Linked DNA regions of Zea mays: region 2 is linked to region 1. Evidence: chromatin contacts called from public HiChIP or PLAC-seq data. All regions are on one chromosome and are shown on one strand. Each heading gives the region's core, a stretch centred on a gene start, on an enhancer-like site or on the middle of the called end of the contact. The rest is flanking DNA. Distances are from core to core; before and after follow the strand shown. Region 1 has its middle 100 kb from the start of LOC103629247. Region 2 holds the start of LOC100382022 (Putative pentatricopeptide repeat-containing protein).

What was found. HiChIP or PLAC-seq counts read pairs in DNA pulled down with a chosen protein or histone mark.
Region 2: an H3K4me3 HiChIP or PLAC-seq map of leaf shows a contact between it and region 1, with 9 times the contacts expected there. The contact joins the promoter of LOC100382022 here to the enhancer-like site in region 1. A contact is called at or near these places in 5 of 25 Hi-C or Micro-C datasets (bundle sheath, ear, leaf and 1 more) and 1 of 3 datasets of contacts at active chromatin or transcription factors (leaf).

Annotation. Positions count from the first base shown.
Region 1 is chr6:45,610,507-45,616,523 of Zm-B73-REFERENCE-NAM-5.0, reverse strand. No RefSeq gene overlaps it. Among protein-coding and RNA genes, the nearest start is that of LOC103629247, 100 kb to the right of the region's middle. Within about 2 kb of position 2,808, at least 2 of the 20 cell types and tissues checked have an H3K27ac peak or open chromatin away from gene starts, as enhancers often do. A contact at or near this core is called in leaf, where this site is marked.
Region 2 is chr6:46,091,879-46,097,895 of Zm-B73-REFERENCE-NAM-5.0, reverse strand. It overlaps LOC100382022 (Putative pentatricopeptide repeat-containing protein), which reads left to right and starts at 3,692. Exons shown (of 1, transcript NM_001174787.1): 1 at 3,692-5,469. The coding sequence starts at 3,876. The coding sequence ends at 5,396.

The DNA.
Region 1 (6,017 bases), core at 1,559-4,058:
GTATATGGGTCGCCCGAATTGGTTTGGGCCCAGCACGAGTTTCACTTTTTATTTTTATATTCTTTTTCTTTTCCTAATTTGTTTTTCCTTTCCATTTTAAATTTCAAATTCAAATTTGGGTTTTAATCCAAAGCTTCAAATCATTATTATTATTATTATTATTATTATTATTATTATTATTATTATTATTATTATTATTATTATTATTATTATTATTTATATTAAATGCACAAACCAAACTCCAATATGGTGCATCCTTCATGTTAGTATCATTTGTTTTAATTAATCTCTTAATTATATGTATGCTCTTGTTAAGATGAACATATGACACACAAAATAAGGAGACCCATTATATTCTCTTTGTATACATTTTTGGGTATTACACCTTAGGTTGTTTCTAGTTGTTTTGGTGATTAAGTACTCAACACACCACTGTGAACTAACACACTGTGTATGAGCATAAGAACAGGTGTAGAAGAAAGCAAATTGAAGATATCAAGTCCAAAAGAGCTCAAACTTGGACCCAAATACGCAACTTTGTGTTAAATGGTATAAGTGTGAGGTTTGCACTTTTAAATATGTTGCATAGGTCCTTTATAATGTTTCTAGTCCTTGTGTTTGGGATCTAACACATTTTTAGAGAAAAGAACTTCTTGGGCTTGAGTTTGCACAAATTGCAAATCATTGTGAAAAGATGAGAAGAAGGTGTGATTCTATCACTTATGCAATTGTTTTGGTTGCTAACTATGTTTGTCTAAGTGCTAGGGATCATCTGAAAAATAGTCAAAAGAAGTTGGACAAGAGCCAAACTTGGGCCAGTCTGGGACCCACCGGACTGTTCGGTGAGTATGTCCGGTGAAGAGTACAACTGAAGACACCGTTCTTGGGAATTTTATTTACACTCGACATTGAATTGTGCACTATCTGATGCACCGGACATCATCTCTAATGACTCTCTCCGCGGGTGGTCACCAGCCGGCACTGGCTAGCTGACATGGTAGCTGTCTAGTGGTGCACTAGACTGTTCGGTGCCACGCTGGAAAAGGAAACCGGCCAATCAGATCGCTGGATGACCATTGTTGGCCAGGAATCCAGTGGAGCACAGGACTGTCCGGTGAGTCCGCAGACAGGGAAGTTTTTTAGCTTCCTTGTGGAGAAGGCATCAGCTCCTAGGACTCTTAGGTCTATAAAAGGAGCCCCTAGGCGCATCTCCTGGTACCCAAGCATTCTAAGAGCACTCTACAACTTCAAGACTCCACGACCATGCTATTCTAGTGTTTGAGAGAGATTTGAGCGTGTTTCTAAGCTGTCACTCTTTGTGTTCTTGCATCCTCTTCTTTGTGTTTGTGTGTATTGTTGTTGTGTTGTGCTCTTCTGTGCGTATTATTACTCCCCCATACTCCATTTTTTATTGTGATCATCTTATGTAAGGCATGCGAGACTCCAACTTATAGAGATTCCTCACAAACGAGATATTGTGATATGGGGAAGAACTATGGTACTCAAATTTGATATTTGGATCACTTGAAAGGGGTTGAGTACAACCCTCGTCCACTGGTACACCACAACGTGGAGTAGGCAATTATATTATGTTTGACCAAACCATTGGATAAAAATTGACTGTCTCTTGTGCCATTTACTTTATTCAATTTTTATCTCTTCCAAGTTCCAAATTCTCACTTGTGATATTGCTCTAAGTCTAAACTACATCTTGATAGAGCAATCAAGTAAAAGGAACTTCTCTCTTTCTCCCTACTCTCAAACTTGGTTTATTAACTATTATATACCAAGTTTGTGTTGGTTTTTGAGCAAGTTTTGTAGGATCACTTATTCACCTCCTCTAGGTGCTCTCACCATTCCAAACACCAAGATAATGGAACTCAATCTGATTATGAGGCAGGTGAGAAGAGTGTATACCATTGGTCATGAGATTGTTTGGGATTGGAGGGTTCCCAAATCTATACTCCCGAGGATGTGTTGCAATGTCGTGCCCGTTGGGCCAGTCAATGTAATCTATGGTAGCGGGAGGGCACTCCATGATCGGCACATACTATCCCAGAAGGCAAGGTTGGTCATTTTGGTCATCGACGATACTGCGTTCTAGAAGCTGAATCAATTAAGCAAGCTCTAATAAACGCACTGTATCGATCGATGCTTTGATGTTGTCAATAAAATGTTCAGTGGATGGTCGCCATGACTCAAACACTGAAGTAACATTATTCAACACTGCTACCCAGGTGGTAGTTTTAGCAACATGATCGTCGACGTGGTTCAGGATCGCTGTCTCTAACTTGGCTACCTGAGTGTCCACTCGTTCCCCCAAGGAACGAGTAAGACCACCGCAGAAGTCTTCAATATCCCCATCACCGAATTTCTGCTATAATCTAGCGATGTTGTTGGTGTTTGCATTCATGAACTTCTCCAAATTGGTCCATCGATGATACTGTGACTCCAGACAATCACAGAGTTGTAGGAGAAGTTTTCACCGAGTGGTGAGCATGCGCGACTTCACATCCATAGATTTGGATTGTGCCTCCAGTGATGCCACAACGCTCAGGTCAAAAGCGTCGGCCATCTTCACGCAGTAGGTGTAGTAGGATGACGCCGCCAGATCAGGAACGGTGTCTCCGATACCACTTGTCAGCGAACGTCGTGTTGCGTCCAGTGGCCAGTGGTGGAAGGAATGGAAACAGAGGAGGACGAAATGTGTTCTGTTATTCGCCATCGATTCACTACTACAGTTCACCTTTTATACAAGGTGTGATCGCCATGGCCCAAGGCCATCCACTCACTTGATCCACTCTTTCCTTGTCACACGACAATTTGGCCTGCATATGTGATGGCCCACCACTTTGACGTCTACTTCAACATCCTTTGTTCCCGCGCTTGTCGCGTGATGCCCTGGCCGCCTGGCGCTAACGGTATGCTGAAAAGTATCGTTGCATTAATAATGTGTTCGATTTTGTTATTCCATCTATTTTGATGGAGCATATATCCATTTGTTCTCGTGTCTCGCATGTGGGGTGCGCCCCTATTTAATAATTAACAAAACATAACCAGTTATTTTGTATGCCAATATTTGCGTTCTTGAACCTCATAATCAACCTGCCTTCTAACTTTTATGGTGTGGAAATTAACTTGTTGACATATGTTGCTTGCTTGATTCTGATTCCATTGTATCTCTGGATGTAGAAAATTGAGGCGATGGCTGCAAGCAGCTGAAGAAGGAAGGAAAATATGGGGCTTGTAATGAAGCAATTTTGTGTATCTGAAAGATGGGGTTCGTTGTTTATCTTTGCTTTTGTATGTCAAATGTGTACCATGATCAGTGTTTGCTTCCCGTTTGAGTTTCATATCGAAGTCCTAGATCATTGAAGTCTTTGTTGGTTTGCTTGTGAGATGTTTATGTCAAGGACGTAGTACTCTTCCCGTGGATAGAAGTTTACTTGTAAATGCTTATGCTAGGGGCTAGGCTCTCCTATCTTGTTTTGTGGAGCTGATGATGAGTTTGGAAATGTATAATGAGTTTTTTGATTGTTTGTTAGTGTTCCACCTTCCGCAAGCTTGATGGCAGCTGGTCTCTCTAAACAACCTGTTTAGACCTTGTGTGGTGTAGATGTGCCTAGGATAAAAGAAAAAGGAGCCCCTAGAACATGTGTTGTGGCTAGGGTGTGATGGATGGTGTAGAAGAAGACCGGGAACAAGTTGTCATCTACTACACCTCATCGATGTAGTTCCCGACACCAAATTGTTGTGGATGGCTCTTCAACATTGGATGAGAACTCGCTTTCGGAGGTGATGCGACTTCAAGAAATCTGCAACCTCGACGCTCCAACAGGTACTTCAAATTAGAGTTTTTATTCGTCTTTTGATAATGCACGCATTACTTCCAATTTTCATAATATTGGCTTCAAGTTTGGAAGAAATGATAATGAAATTGTAGTTTTAGCTAATGTTATTAAACATGTGGAGATTGACAATATAAAAGTTTCTCCAAAAGTAATCTAAAATGGTTTCCAATCACTCAGATGATGAGGTTGTGGATGCTATACATGATGGTCAGCTCCTATCTCATATATTGGGGGAAATATCATACGAGGGTCTGGATGAGGCTATGTTGCAATCACTTGATGATCTTACACCAATTAGTCAAAAATCCAAGTCTCACTCTTCTAAGAAAAATAAAAAGATGTGTCCAAAAAGGGCTAGTATATCCAAACCTTTTATCATACCACAATGAATGGCATTTTTATGAATATCAGGGGTCTTGGATATCTAGCTAAACACTCATGCATTGCTAACATTATGAGAGATCATATTTTGGATAGGTAGGTAGACAAGATTTCTTGGAGAAAGACTTGGACCGACTCTCAGGTGATTTTGACTTCACTTGGCACTGTCGTCCTCTTAGTGGTAGATCTGGTGGTGCCTTACTGGGTGCCAAAAACTCATCAATGGATGTGTTGGCTATTTCAGACGGTAAATTTCACATTAAATTCCACATCTAAAATAAGGCTAACAATTTTTCATGGAGTTTAGTAGTTGTGTATGGCGCTGCCCAAGATGTGCATAAAGAAGCTTTCCATCGGGAGCTGGTTGATCTGATAAAGATAATCCACACCCAATTTTGATAGGGGGATTTGAGTTTATTAAGATTCTGCCATGAAAAGAGCAATGGCTGGTTTGATCCACATTGTCCTTTATTGTTCAACGCTATCATTAATATTTTGGATTGGATGGAGATGAAATTGATTGGGAGGTAATTTACTTGGGCAAACAGTCATCTGTCGCCAACATACAAAAAGCTAGACCACGTACTTATGGATACCAATTGGAAAGCTAAATATCATCTGATCACAGTACATGCTCTAGAATGTATAGACGCACTTTCGGATCATTGTCCTCATTTACTTACCACTGGTGCACATAGAACCCAAATCAAATACCAATTCAAGTTTGAACATGGATGGTTTTTTCTTGAGGGTTTCTATGACATGGTAAAAGAAGTATGGGACATACCGGTTTCTAGCCGAACCCTAACTCAAAGGTGGAATAATAAGATAGGTGCAACACGGAGGCACATTCCAAGATGGGCGCGCCACACGTCAGGAATTTTTAGAAAAGAAATGGCTCATTTGTCATCAATTATTGATGAATTTGACAAGATGGCAGAAGAACGTTTGTTAACAGAGCAAGATATTAAGTACAAGAGTCAATCAAATGCCAAGTTAGCACATCTTTTGCGGAAGGAAGAGCTAAAATGGTACAAATGATCTAGTACTCAGTTCATTCTTGAAGGGGATTCTAATACAAGATACTCCCAAAATGTGGCCAATGGTTGACATCGGAAGAAACTTATTTATTCTCTCCATCAAGATTAAGGGAATATATAAGGACATGAGTAGATCAAATCATATATTACAAAATATTACAAATTCTTGATTGAGGCCCTAGAGGAGGGTACTTTCACTCTTGATGAGACACATACAAACGACATCTCTAAGGTTACTATTGAGGAGAATGCCTTTCTCACATCACCTTTTATAGAGGATAAAGTACGATCGAAAAGCAGTCTTTGAGATGGAAAGGAATAAGGCTCCTAGCCGAGATGATTTCCCCGCTGAGTTTTACCAAAATTTCTATGAAGTCATCAAGATGGAACTTATGGAGATGTTTGATTTCCTTCATGCTGGACAAATTGATTTGTTTTAGATAAATTTTGGGGAAATCATTCTATTGCCTAAGATTAATGAGGCAGTGAGGATTCAACAGTATATACCAATATGTCGCCTTAATGTATGTTTCAAATTTTGATAAAGGTTGCAACAATTAGGCTGAATTAAGTAGTTGACCATTTGGTTAGACCGACTCAAACTGCCTTTATGAAAGGGAGAAATATCCTTGATGGAATGGTAATACTACATGAAACGGTCTATGAAATGCATCTCTAAAGCCCAAAATTGGTAGAAAATATATATATATATATAATAAAATAATAAAATAAAGGAATAACTATA
Region 2 (6,017 bases), core at 2,443-4,942, 480 kb before region 1:
AAAAACACTTTACCTTATCCTCTCCTCCCCCGTGCTACTAAACCAGAGATCTTCTTGACCCATTCTTAGGCGTAATCCAACAATACATAACTGAGATTTATTACCAATTTACTTTATATGTTCATGATCGGCACCATTTTTTGACTAGCCCCATGTTATTTACTGCTTCCTCCTCTGACTTTGCTTTCTTACTCCAGTTGATCGTTATATTTCCATTATGATGCTAATGGCTCCTCTATTTTACATGCCAGCTAAAGTGATCACCCTATACTATAAAAGCAACTGCAGTTGTTTGGAAAAAAATGAATGCAAAATAGAGGAATAGAAAAAAAAACTGAGATAAGATAATAGTAAAAAGTATAGGAATAGAGTGATAGCAAAGATGTTTGGAATGGAGGGGGAAAAGTAGAGTAATCTGAGCCAGCATAGGAATAGAGTGATAACAAAGTTTCTTTCCCTTGGGTAGGAGTGAAGTTTTTGTTTTCTCTATTTTGCACTACTATGAGTTGTTTTCCTTTCGAAATGAACTTAAATTTGCTTAAATGTATGAGTATTGTTGGTTCCAAGGTTTCAGAATTTCAAAATAGACCCCACTTCAGTGCGAAATTCAGATATGTGTGTATGATCCGAAAAATCCTCTATGATTACCACATACAGAGAAGGCCATGAGTTGAAAAATATGCACAATAGATATGTTCTGCCCCATATAAACAAACTCAGATATTCCAGTTTGTGTGTGTCACATATCTACATTAAAATCCTTTGCCTGGGTTGTTCGCTTCAGATTAAAGCCGGTTGTTTGGACTAATGCAGCTGCAATCCATAGAGACAATATTGTAGAAGGCAGTAAAAGTCGATATGAATTAAAGCCAAATGAACAGGCTGGTTTCTATGCAAAGATTGAACTTATAATTTTTATGCACGTGTTTACCATGTGAATTGCCCTCGCACGAGGACGCACAATAGACTATTGTTGTTACATTTGCAGACCGAATTATTCTACTACTACAAACAATTTTCTGTACATATAATTCTGCCACTCTTATATGTATGTATCCATATATATTAATGGTCCATTATGTGTAAAGCAACGCTATTTTGACTGTACAAACACATCTATCAAAGACTCGCGGCGGGGCGCGAACAATTTACTAGTACAATAATATAGCTCGTTCGGGCCGAACCACTTGTGAGCCAAATACAGTAGGAGGAGCCGGGAGAGACATAAACTGAACAACAAACACCGAGCAAAGAACACATCCTATTCACAGCTCGACACAAGCCGCCGCCAGGAAACCATACGCGTCCATCAATGCACAACGCCCGCCTAGGACTTGTTTGGTTACGTCTGGATCAAAAAGGATTAAAAGGGATTTAAATTTATTTCTAGTCAAAATTAAATAGAAGGGTATTGAATTCCTCAATTCTCTTTAATCCAGACCCAACCGAATAAACCCTACGCGGCGGCGAAGTTGATGCTCCTTTGTCCTGGTAGCGCGAGCATGACGCTGTGGAAGTCCCTCGAGGGCGAGGTAAACACTGACATCTGTGGGAAGGGCAGAGGACGAGACGGGAGGCGGAGGAGCTGAGGGGAATGCTTTTAAAGAAACGGTGGTGCTAACTTATCCAATAATATACATAGAAATTATCGTATTTTTGTTCTTCTTATTCGAATGGAAGGTTATCTGGTTGTTTAGGGTAAGACGTGGGGAAGAAAAACAGACCTACACGTTCGCATGTGAGACACGATGGTGGAAACTCGTACTTTTAAGGAGTAGATAGATATAGATATTATGTGAGCAAGTCGGGTTACCGCAAACATATAAAATAAGCTAGTCCTTTTTTAAAAAAAACATGTAAAAATTAGTCTGTTCATAAGTTTACGGACAATCCACCTTCCATTTCTTGCGGGATGACTGTTTTGTGAGAAAGATTAGGAAAGAGAAGGTGTGACATAGATAACAATAACAATAAAAAAAGTTTTTTTATAAATAAATGGTTGTGCATTAATACGGTTTCCATATATTATATATAGACTTTGCTTAAACGAGATTTTTATTCAAACATTGTTATAATTTCACATTATGGGTCTGTTTGGTTAGGCTGTGGCTGTGAAAAAACCTGTTATGGTCTGTGAGCTGCGAAAAAAGCTGTTACGGGCTGTCAGCTGTTAAAAAGCTAAAACCGTTTGGTGTAAACCACTAACAGCCGTTAAAAGTTCTTCGATATATGTTTTCACAATTCCATCTAAAAGCCACTAAAAGAAGGTATATGGGTGCTTTCAGTTTTGCACTACGAAAAGCCGGCATTTAGAAAAAGTTGTTTCCTGGATCCATCCCTTTGGTTTGACTTTTGGCTTTTATGGGGCAAAAGCCAGAACCAAAAGCCAAAACAAACACACCATATATATATATCATCTCTCCTTCGTACAACACATCTAGACTTTTGGTGTTGTGGTTGATGATGTCTCCTTTTGATTCAAGTGGTGTAGGTTGAAATCTTGTTGCCCATGCATATGCGTCTTTTTTGTGTTATTTTCCGGCGCATGAGGGTGGGAGCAACTTCCAGCTTTTATGGCGCGAGGCGGGAAGGGGGCACTCGGGGTTAGGCTGACTCCAATCTCCAACAATGCACTAAACACCACCCCCTCTCATGTGCGTGTACGAATATGGTGAAGTGGTGTCCAACGCCGTCCCTCGAAGCCCCCTCATGAGTCGCGAGGGTGACCATGCCTGCGCTTGTTGTGGAAGAGGGAGATCTAATCCCCCTTTCGTTAATCAACGCTTTTAACCGTGAAATTAATTTATTTCAAGTTTAATTAATTGATAATAATGTGTATTACGATACTACAAATATGCTAGTGTTTTCTAAAACTCTAAAAACGGATGTATAAAAGACAAATATTTCATTTAAAGGGTAAGAGGGAGCTGAATAGAGAGAATGGCTAGAGAGGAGGAGAAATAGGGGGAAGGATATTGAGGGAGAGGTATTTAAATATGAATAGAAAGTACGAATGGAGGGATTTAGGAGGAAAAATGGTTGGAGACAGCCTTATTTTCCAGCACGAGGGTGGGAGCGACGCATGTCCAATCATCGCAAATGTATAATTTGGTCCTTACAACTAAATTCTTTTTATACCCATTAGATGATAGTAGTTAGCTAGGTACATAACAAATATTAGATAGACATCTAATTGATATTATTAGATTGTTGGCCTAGCTAGTAGCTAATAGTTAATATTATGTGATAATTGTTATTTAGAGGTCCAACTAATAATTAGTCGGACAGTACCTTCCCCTTAACTAATAGTTAGACTTAGCCTCTATTTATTTGAACAAACATGTTTTTTTTTGTTTAGCTTCCATCAAGTTAAAAAGATTCTAAAAGTTGAGTTTCTATATAAAGAAAAAAAAACTGGTTTCGTTGGTTTTTAGCTTTCTGAGTTCACCAAACTAATTTCAAAATCACTATTGGTTCCTCAGAATTTAAAGCAAGTCTGACAATAGCTTTTTAAGAAAAGCTCTAAGGGCCAGACGTAGGCCGAATATTTAGCCCAAAAAACTTCGGAACAAATCCTGCCACCGGCTGAAAGGCCCAAATCAATAAAGCCACTGCCATCCAGCCCAGTAAGTTCTGACCTTTTGAACAAAAAAAAGACCCATCTCCTCTACGTCCTCTGCTCCAGCCGCCACGAGCAGCCGTGCGTTTTGCGGCTGCGAGCTGCCGATCTCCGCCGTCGATGCCGACTGCCGAGCAGCCGCAGCCCCCTGCGACCGTGAGTCTGCCGTCCATGGAGTCAGTCACCTCGGCAACATGAGAATCGGTGCACCTGCGACCCAGCGTCAGCGGCGCGCGATCAAAGCAAGCAGGCAAGCATGCGCCCGTACATCCCCAAACCCACCTTCGCATTCTGCCACTCCCTACTCGCCTCCCGCCTCCTCCCCTCTGCCGCCTCCCCAACCGCACCGCTCCTCCCCATCCAAGCCCTCCTCGTCACCGCCGGCCTGCTCCCGCGCCACCCGGACCTCGCTCTGCTCGCGCTCAACTCGCTGCTCCACGCGCTCTCCCGCCGCGCCGCGCGCCCGGCCCACCCGCGCCTCGCGCTCCGCCTCCTCCGCCTCATGCTCTCTCCCGCCACGCCCCCGGCGCTCCCCGCTCCGGACCACCTCTCCTTCCCTTTCGCGCTCTCCGCCGCCGCCGCGCTCGACGCCAACCCGTCCTCCTCCGCCGCCGCCGGGACCGCACCTGGGCCGCAGCTCCACGCGCTGCTCGTCAGGAACGCGCTGTTCCCGGCCGACCACTACGTCACTACGGCGCTGCTCCAGCTGTACTCGCCCCGCCCGGACCTCGCGCGGAGGGTGTTCGACGAGCTGCCGCGGCGGGAGGCGATCCACTACGACCTGCTCATCGGCTCGTACGCGCGCGCGGGGGCGCCCGCCGAGGGTCTCTCGGTGTTCCGGACCATGCTCGACGACGACGGGGTGACCCCGGACGCGGTCGTGCTGACGACGGCCGTGGCGGCGTGCGCGCAGGCGGGGGCGCTGGACCTCGGCGCGTGGGTGCATCGTTACGTGGAGCGCGCCGCGCCGGGGCTCCTCGCCGACGCCTTCCTCGGGTCCGCGCTCATCGGCATGTACGCCAAGTGCGGGTGCCTGGAGGAGGCCGTGCGGGTGTTCGACGGCATGCCCGAGCGGAACGCGTACGTATGGGCGACCATGGTAGGCGCGCTCGCGGTGCACGGGATGGCAGCGGAAGCTGTCGCGTGCCTGGAGAGGATGGCGCGGGAGGACGGGGTGCGGCCCGACGGCGTGGCGGTGCTCGGGGCGCTGTCCGCGTGCGCGCACGCCGGGGACGTCGAGGAAGGGCTGCGGCTTCTTGGGGAGATGCGGCCCCGGTACGGCGTCGTGCCCGGGCACGAGCACTACAGCTGCGCGGTCGACATGCTCTGCCGGGTCGGGCGGCTGGAGGACGCGGTGGGGCTCGTCAAGATCATGCCGATGGCCCCGCTCGCGTCCGTGTGGGGATCCGTGCTCGCCGGCTGCCGGAGCCACGGCAACGTCGAGCTGGCGGAGGTGGCGGCGCGCGAGCTCGAGAGGCTAGGTGGCTCCGCCGATGAGGGCGTGTACGTGCAGCTGTCCAACATCTACCTCGACGCCAACCGCAAGGATGACGCGCGTCGGGTGCGGAAGCTGATCGGCGGCCGGGGGATCAAGAAGCTCCCCGCGTATAGCGCGTTAGAGGTGGACGGCGAGGTGAGCTCGTTCGTCGCCGACGACCAAGCGCACCCGCGGCGCTTCGAGATCTGGGAGGTGCTCCGGCTGCTAGCCGACCAGATGGCGCAGAAACCAAACGAAGAAGAATCTGTCGAGCTCATTTGCGTGCTCGCAGGGATGTAAACGGAGAAAGCTGCTGATACTTTGCCTATGTGCCGTTTATATTCAAGAAATCAGGACATTACAATTCATTGTCATTTGGTCCGGGCTTCGGCGGTAGCAACCCGGCGCTGGTCGCGACGCCGCCCCTGCAACATGGTGCCATGGCATTGTATTGTGGTTTGGCATGGGGTTTCCCGACAGATTCTGCAAGCTCCCTTTTTCACACCTACTCAATGGTCACAAACAATCTTCGAAGAGCTCATCACAATGGTGAACATGGAATGAATTATTGGTTCATCCTGCATCCGTTTGCACAGACGAGAGTGGCTGGCTACGATGCTCAGGTTCCGTATAAGGATCGTGGTATAAGGATCGTGGCATGGACATACCGTTGACGCCGATCCGAGCGCCAAACACTACGATGAGAACCGGCAGCGGTGCTCTCTGCACAAGCACGGACGGTCCGCGGAAGGGGTCGGACGTTCTGCGACCTAGAGCAGGGCTTAGGTTTCCTACCTGACAAGCCGGACAGTCCGCGCCTATAGGCTGGACGGTCCGCGCGTGCGCAGGGGCGACGAGGTTCGCCGGCGGCGTCTGGATCTCGCTCCTGGGAGGGACCCCGTCGGGGAGGAGAGATCATAG